2 separate regions of the Mus musculus genome follow, and region 1 is linked to region 2. The links are chromatin contacts, called in public HiChIP or PLAC-seq maps. All regions are on one chromosome and are shown on one strand. Each heading gives the region's core, a stretch centred on a gene start, on an enhancer-like site or on the middle of the called end of the contact. The rest is flanking DNA. Distances are from core to core; before and after follow the strand shown.

Region 1 (3,809 bases), core at 870-3,369, 54 kb after region 2:
CCCATACTGCTTTTTGGATTCATATGAAGTAGGCAAGACGGCAGTGTGACCAGTGTCACAGGCACTAGGTAATAAACAACTCACCAGCCACAAACTCGGTCCCTGCAAGTTCTGCAGTTGCAAGAAAGTCCTCCAGGGAGCTCTGCTCTGTCACAGACTGAAGATTCAGACGACCCCAGTCATAGCCATCATTGAGTTCACTTGTATGCAGCTGTGAATAAACCCAGAGTGAAGAGTGAGGCAGCTCTCTTGTGGAAGCTCTTCGCATCCACACAGCTCTACCGTTGCTTGTACTGGCCTATGTTCTCAAAGTGGCTGGACTCTTCTAGAATGTACACAGGCAATACCTAATCCTAGCTAAGATGGGGGCACAGCTCAGCAGAACACTTGCCCGTTGCTGTCAACAGTGTCGATATCCAACAACGCAAAAAAACAAGATCAAATATTTAAATGAACAGTTTCTTACCTCAGCAAGGGCACGCCCCCTTTATTGAAGCGAATTTTATTGTGTCCTCATTTTACTATCAAGGAAACTGAGGTTTAAATAGGTAAAATAATTTACCTATTGTTCCAAACTAAGTACTGATGAAGAACTAGAACCCAGACTGTCTTGACTCGGCTGGCCAATTAAAAATATTTCATAGGGATCTATGAGAGAGAATATTTTAAAGCCAAGTGTGGTGGTGCATGCTGTCATCAAAGGAGCAGGAGTCTCAGAGACCACAAGTTTAAGGGCCATCGTGAACTGTGTAGAGATCTGTTTCCCCACTCCCCTTAGTCTCCTCTGCCCCAAATCCCAAGGGCTGGGAGACTGACTTGCCTGGAATGACCATTAAAAAAAGAGCTACCTGCTAATTGATTTCTCATACAACCCTGAGTTTGGACAGGCGGTGGTGGCGCACGCCTTTAATCCCAGCACTTGGGAGGCAGAGTCAGGCGGACTTCTGAGTTCGAGGCCAGCCTGGTCTACAGAGTGAGTTCTAGGACAGCCAGGGCTACACAGAGAAACCCTGTCTTGCAAAAAAAAACAAAACAAAACAAAAAACAAACAAAAAAACCCAAAAAACCAAAACAACCCTGAGTTTGATATATACCATCCCAAGTTATATGCTTACTACAGATACAAACATAGTTTTTTTTTTTTTAAACGAAATTAAGGATTAAAAGCTTAGGATTAACAAATATCAGGATATGAGTTAGAATTTCTTTAGATTAAAATTAAACCTCTCCACTATTTCCCGAAGGCCAGTACATTGAGAGTAGTATCAAAAGTCCAGACTTGAACACTGAGAAAGAAGCATGTGTGTCTTCCTCAGAGTTTGGAAATGGGACGATGTAACGGACACGCACCAGGGACAACTTCAGCACAGGATTTTAGTGAGGACTCGGAATGTCCTCAAATACTCTGCTGGGATTAATTTCTATACTTCATTTACTTTTTAAGGCTACCACGATCTTCCCTAAGCTTCTAGAGACAATGTCAATTTCTTACGATAAACCCCAAGGGGGCAAAACAAGGCAAAGCAGAGATCGCCTCTAACGGAACCATCTCTAGAGGATCGATTCTCTGGGCAACTAAAATCGGAAAGTTTAAAAGATCCAAGCATGGTGGCCACGGCTTGTAAACCCAGAACTCTCCAGGCACAGGCACGAGGAAGGCAGTCCTGAGCCAAACTTGGCTGCATACGGAGACTTTGTTTCAAAATTTTACGATAACAAGTTATCTTCTTTATAGAAATATCCAAGAGCGCCCGTGGCTTCTAGAGCATAACTCAAACACAGTGAAACATTCCAACACGATGGGTTCTTCCCATTTTCATTACACACTAGTCCTGTATCAAGCCTCTCTGCGCCCTGCTGGGGTCTGCTTCCAAACCCTGTTCAGGCGCGACTTCTGGCTCCAACTTTTGTAGCATGGAGGCACTCAGAACAAGACAGAAAGACTATGGAGAGCACAGATTTCCTTACCCAGGAGTCAGTATGACGGTGGCTGCGGCTTCGCTGAGTCTGCTGCCGGATAAGTACTCGGCCCAGGGACCCACCACCCGGCGCTCGTCTCCGACCCATAACCACGCATCAACAGCACAAACCACTGCTCAGCACGCGAGGCTTCCGGTTTCTCCGGCTGTGAACCCGGAAGTGATGTAAGAGCGAGCCTAAGTTGTCCAGTCCGGAAGTGTAACAGCGGGGTATTGAATGACTTGTTTCAGAATGATTTTGGTAGATCCCAAGTTTGACAATATTATAGAGAAGAAATGTAAAATTTTTTTCTCGGTGATTCCTTATGGCTACTCCTACGACTGTTTCCATTTTGATACACTGACCGATTTAAGAGAATGGTACATTCCAGACTTGTACTCCACTGTTTAAAGTCCGGCGGGAAATTGGGACAACTGGAAAATATGTCCGCTCAAGTTCACGGGACTAACTCCATCTTCCCCGCGGCTTCCGTCAGGAAGAGGAGGGGACTCCGGTGAAAGAAGAGTGCTTCTGTGGCTCTAGGTGGCAGAAGGTTCCCGATGCTGGTTTTTCTGCTCAGCAATTAAATCGATTTTTGTTTTCCTAGTATTCACTAGTTGCGGAGCAGGGAGAAAAATTCACACATGGGTGAGAGTTTAGAATGGGCAGTTAAAAAGCATTTTCAGAACTAGAAAGTGAAAGCCGGCGGCGTTGCGCTTCTGCTTTCTGGAGCAGAAAAAAAAAAGTTCACATGTTCCAGTGAGCATTGTATCAACATTTTTTATAATTAAAGTTAAAGCGAAAATAGTGATCTGGCTCCACTAATAGATATTCAATGCCCCAAACCAATCATCGGCTTTCCTCGTAATGTGTATATATAAAAAGTCAATTTAAGCCAGGCGTGGTGACACACACCTTTAATCCTAGCACTTGGGATACTGGATGGCAGATCTCCACAAAGAGAGCTCCAGGACAGTCAGGGCTACACAGTGAGACCCTTTCTAAAAAAGAAAAAAGAAATCAGTTTATAATCGACTGTGTTGAATAACATCCTCATTGGGGAGACCACGGTAACATGCTGCTTAGCCATGGAAGTAGTTTTCACCGGCTATAGATCAAAGACATGCTATGAGTTAGGAGTCTTGTTACACTTCCATTATTATTGAGAGTACTCGGTCATTGTTGCTAACTTGTTTGATTAATCTATGTATAATAAAATATTATAACTAAGTGGCACATAAACATGTATATATACACATATATGTGTATCTATGTATACGCACGCGCACACACACACATGCATGCCCACAATATTTTTACTTGTCAGTTAAAATAATTACGAAAAACATCAGGAAGGCACCTAGTCTGTTAACTTTTCTAACTTTAATGTGTACAGAAATTTCCCAGGAATAACCTTAACAGAATGACTGATTCATAAGTTCTGGGTGCTGTGTGTGTGTGTGTGTGTAACACGTTTCCAGGTAACAAGTAACAAGAGCAGCCCAGCCCGTTCTTTTCTGGTGCCGATGAAGACGCTGCAGTGGACTAGTTAGCAGCCAGCAGAACTGGGACCACACCGCTCACCCATTTCTGACTCTTTGCCCACTTCCTTTTTGTGTGCCATACCTCCACTAGACTCTTGCTTAATTGGAGTGAATTTTGTGGAGCTCCCAAAGGAATGACAAAGTCGGTGGCAGTTGGAAAGTCTTTGGGACGGCAGTGCTCACAAACCAGAGAAGGAATGGACGAGAACATGAATTCTCTGTTTCCCAGCATAGAAGCACGACTGTAAAATCTCTGAACACACTCTCCAGGAGGAAGATAGAGAGAAGATACACAAATAGAATTAG
Region 2 (3,943 bases), core at 64-2,563:
CCCCCACCCCCAACTCCCATTCTCCCCCTCCTCTCTGTTCAGAAGAATGCTTTCATGGCTGATGTGGGCTCATCACTGTAAATTTATGCTTTGATTCTCTCATTGGCAGAGGGATTCACACCCAGCATCTAAATAACCCAGCAAAGGGTAAAGCCTTGCTCTCAGGCCCCAAGTCCTCTGAGTCCCCACGTCTACCACATAGTAGGGCAGGGGCCACATCACGGGTCAAAATGCACCTGAACTGAAGACTCACAACTACCCTGTAACTCCAGCTCCAGGAGGTCTGACACCCTCTTCTGACTTCATGGGCTTCTGCTCACATGTGGTGGGGCATACACATACCTCAGATGCACACACACATACAAAAATGAAGAGCCTTTTTGAAAAATGTAAGTTGTATTTGTAAAAGAGCATTCCTGCCTAGCAGGATGGCACACACCCATAACCCCAGTGTCTGAAGTAGAAGGATCTGAGTTTCAGCACAGCTTAGCCTACAGACACCCACCCCCTCAAATAAACAACAACAACCAAACCAACAACAAAATACTCCAAAAGCAAAGCAAAGCAAAACCAAAATACAATCAAAAGCAAAGCAAAACCAAACAAGCCCTCTGGTTGCTAGTGTAGACAGCAGGCTGGAACGGGTGTTAAATAGCAGCCAGTGGACAGCTGTTTGCCTTAAGAAAACACCCCCATCCCTTCTGAGACAGTGTGAGTGCAGCCTGGATTGCTAATAGCTAGCACAGGCATTATTTCTGTTTTGTTTGTTGCAGGGCTTCACCTGTCCCTGGAGTTGGACTCACTGTGTAGCCCAGGCTGACTCTGAAATTGGAGCAATCTTCTGCCTCTCATCTCCAGTACAGGCTTCATTAACTATTTTTTTTAAAAATATATTTTATGGGGGGGGTGGGTATGGGGGACCTTTGGGATAGCATTGAAAATGTAAATGAGGAAAATACCTAATAAAAATGTATAAAAAATATATTTTATTATTTCATAGGTTCAGGTATTTTGTCTGCATTCACATGTGCACTGCTTAGCCAGAAAAGGGCATCGGGTCCCCTTAAGCAGGAATTACAGTCGTTTATGAGCCACCAAGTAGACGCCCAGAATTGCTCTGAAAGAACAGTTATAGCCCCGGAGCCACCTCTCCAGGCTCCTCATTGACTATTTTAAAAGAAGCATTTGCAGGACCAGCAAATAGCCTGGGTGGGAAGAGGGTGGCACAACGGGAAGAGAGAGGGGAGTCTGGGGCTTGAATCACTGCATAGATAGGGACAGCACTTCCTGTGGGGACAGCACTTCCTGAGGTGCACAGAGAGCCTATCTGGGCAGGGAAAGCCTGCACTGTGTGGATGTGGTAAGTGTGGGACACCATGTGGGGCATCTGGGACTGGAAGTAAGGGGAGAGGAACAAGTGTTTCCTCAGAGTCAGCATGAGGGAGGACTGGGCAGTGAATCTGGGGTCTGCAGAAGCACACCAAGAGGAGGAAGCACGCCCCGTCAGGGTTGAGACAATCCCACTCTAACCTTCAGATCTTACCTTAAGGGTTTTTGTTCATTTGGAGATGTTATTCATCTTGCTGGGTTGTTTTTTCCCCCCTACCTCTTTGAGACAGGGGTCCTACTGTGTAGCTGTAGCTGGCCTGAACCTTGTTAGGTAGACCAGCCTGATCTGGAATCCACAGAGATCCTCCACATCCACACCGTTCTACAGGAGGGACTTGAGTGTTAACGATGAAGTTTGCCCTTAGTGTGAAGTGGCAGAAAACACTGGTGGGGCTGCAGAATCAGCAGTGGGGGCCAAGTGAGTCTCAGTCAGACAGAAGTGATTGAGGATTCAGCCACTCAGAGGTCACTGGTGACCTGACCAAGGAATCTTAGAATAGTGGGAGAAGGAGGTGAACTTTTTGTCATCTCTTTCTCAACCCTCTTTCCCTTGAGGACCCAGAAGGTAAGCCATAGCTCCGAGGTCCCTTCCCCACTCTACCTACAATCCTTTGCTTCCCTGTCTGCCTCAGCCTCAGCCCAAAGTCTTGCCACCTCTTTTCAAGACCGACCAGCTTCTAGTGACGTCTCCCTGCCTATCTGCTGCCTAGTGATGCTTCAAACATGCACAGGTGACCTTGAGCTTAGCTCCGAAGCCTTCCCAGAGGTCACTGCCCTCAGACTGGCAGCTAGATACTACAGCTGGTGATCTTATTCTTTTCTTCATCTTTCATACACACCACATTCTGGGAGGGACTAAAATATGTCTCTTTTGTATAGAGATTATTTTAAATTAAAGACAAGTAAAAGCCAACAGAAACAGGGAAACTCTTTGCCATTTTATAGCTTCCCCAAGAACAGTCATTCCTCAGAGCTGAGGGGGCTCCTTCTGAGGCTCCCAAGGATACAGAAACCTAGGCCGCTCAAGTCCCTGCTGTAGAATGGTGTGGATGTGGAGGATCTCTGTGAGTTCCAGGTCAGGCTGGTCTATGTAACAAGTTTCAGGCCAGCTACAGCTACACAGTAGGAGTCACTCCCCACCCCTAGTAGCTACACAGTAGGACACACACACACACACACACACACACACACACACGCACGCACCATCTCAAAGGAAAAGAAAACCCAGCAGGATGAAGAACAATACCTCCAAATGGACAAAAGTCCTTAAGGTAAGATCTGAAACTGAGGGAATGTACCATGAGAGGAAATGTAGGTAAAATACTTTAAAATACAACATAGGCATGAATTTTCTGAGCAGGACTCCTGGATTTCCTTTTCAGGGGTTGATAAATGGAACCTCAAGAAATTAAGAAGCTTTTGAGCGACAGAGGAAGTGGTTAACCAAGTAAAGAGACAGCCCACTGAAGGGTGAAAAAAAATCTTTGCTAGTTGACATTACTACCTGAAATGTATCATGATAATATTAGCCATCTATACATCCAACATTAACACATAAAATATACAAAGATCTGAAAAAACTAAACAAGAAATCAACTCAATCAATAAATAGTCTAATGAAATGTGCAATCCACAAAAGATGAAATATAAGTGATTGATAAAGTACAAGGAAGTGCTCAACCTCAGAGAAATCTTAATTAAAAACTACATTGAGGGGGCTGGAGAGATGGCTCAGTGGTTAAGAGCACTGACTGCTCTTCCAAAGGTCCCGAGTTCAAATACCAGCAACCACATGGTGGCTCACAACCATCCGTAATGAGATCTGACGCCCTCTTCTGGTGCATCTGGAGACAGCTACAGTGTACTTAGATATAATAATAAATAAATCTTTTAAAAAAAGATTTACACACACACACACACACACACACACACACACAAACACACACACAAACACAGAGAGAGGCAGAGACAGACAGAGAGAGAATGAAAAGGAACAAATTCTAACAAAGTCACAGACAAAAGGGAACCCATATACATTTACTGGCAGTAATATAAACTAGTCTAGCCACCAGGAAGTCAGCATGGAAGAGTCTCAGGAAACTAAAAATAGATCTAGCACGTATCCAACTAAAGCACTCTTAAGTGCTTAAGTCTTGAAAGACTTGTAGCTAAGTTACAGAACCAACCCAGGTGTCCAACAACAGCTGCAGAAATCATTACAATGTAGCTTATACACATAGCAGACTGGACATAAAGAAAGACGCTGTCAGGCCATCTGCAGGAAAAGAGACAACTTGAGATAATCTCTTTAAGAGAATTAAGATCGGTCTCAGAAAGGTAAATTATTATATTCTTCCTCTCTATCAGGCTCCTTGATTTTATAAAGACACATGCAGCTATGTGTGAGCATACACATAAAACTGTCCCATAGAAGTAAAACTGCCCAAGGAAACAAAGTGGACAAAAGGGAATGGGGGAGGGGAGAGGGTAGGGTCAGGGGATAGGGGACAGTGGGATGGCTAATAATGACTGTCAACTTGATAGGACTTACAGT

Evidence for each region. HiChIP or PLAC-seq counts read pairs in DNA pulled down with a chosen protein or histone mark.
Region 1: a contact with region 2 is called in a BATF HiChIP or PLAC-seq map of CD8 T cells, with 8 read pairs. The contact joins the promoter of Lsg1 here to the enhancer-like site in region 2. A contact is called at or near these places in 2 of 39 promoter capture datasets (the C10 cell line and macrophages), 2 of 484 Hi-C or Micro-C datasets (the G1E-ER4 cell line and forebrain), 9 of 115 datasets of contacts at active chromatin or transcription factors (the 230-238 cell line, CD8 T cells, the SCID.adh cell line and 4 more) and 2 of 9 other capture datasets (adipose tissue and liver).

What each region holds. Positions count from the first base shown.
Region 1 is chr16:30,585,470-30,589,278 of GRCm38.p6, forward strand. It overlaps Lsg1 (large 60S subunit nuclear export GTPase 1), which reads right to left and starts at 2,120. Exons shown (of 14, transcript NM_178069.5): 1 at 1,969-2,120; 2 at 85-211. The coding sequence starts at 2,067.
Region 2 is chr16:30,532,463-30,536,405 of GRCm38.p6, forward strand. The region is part of intron 8 of Tmem44 (transmembrane protein 44); the gene reads right to left. Among named protein-coding and RNA genes, the nearest start is that of Gm52252, 14 kb to the left of the region's middle. Within about 2 kb of position 1,314, at least 32 of the 459 cell types and tissues checked have an H3K27ac peak or open chromatin away from gene starts, as enhancers often do. A contact at or near this core is called in CD8 T cells, where this site is marked.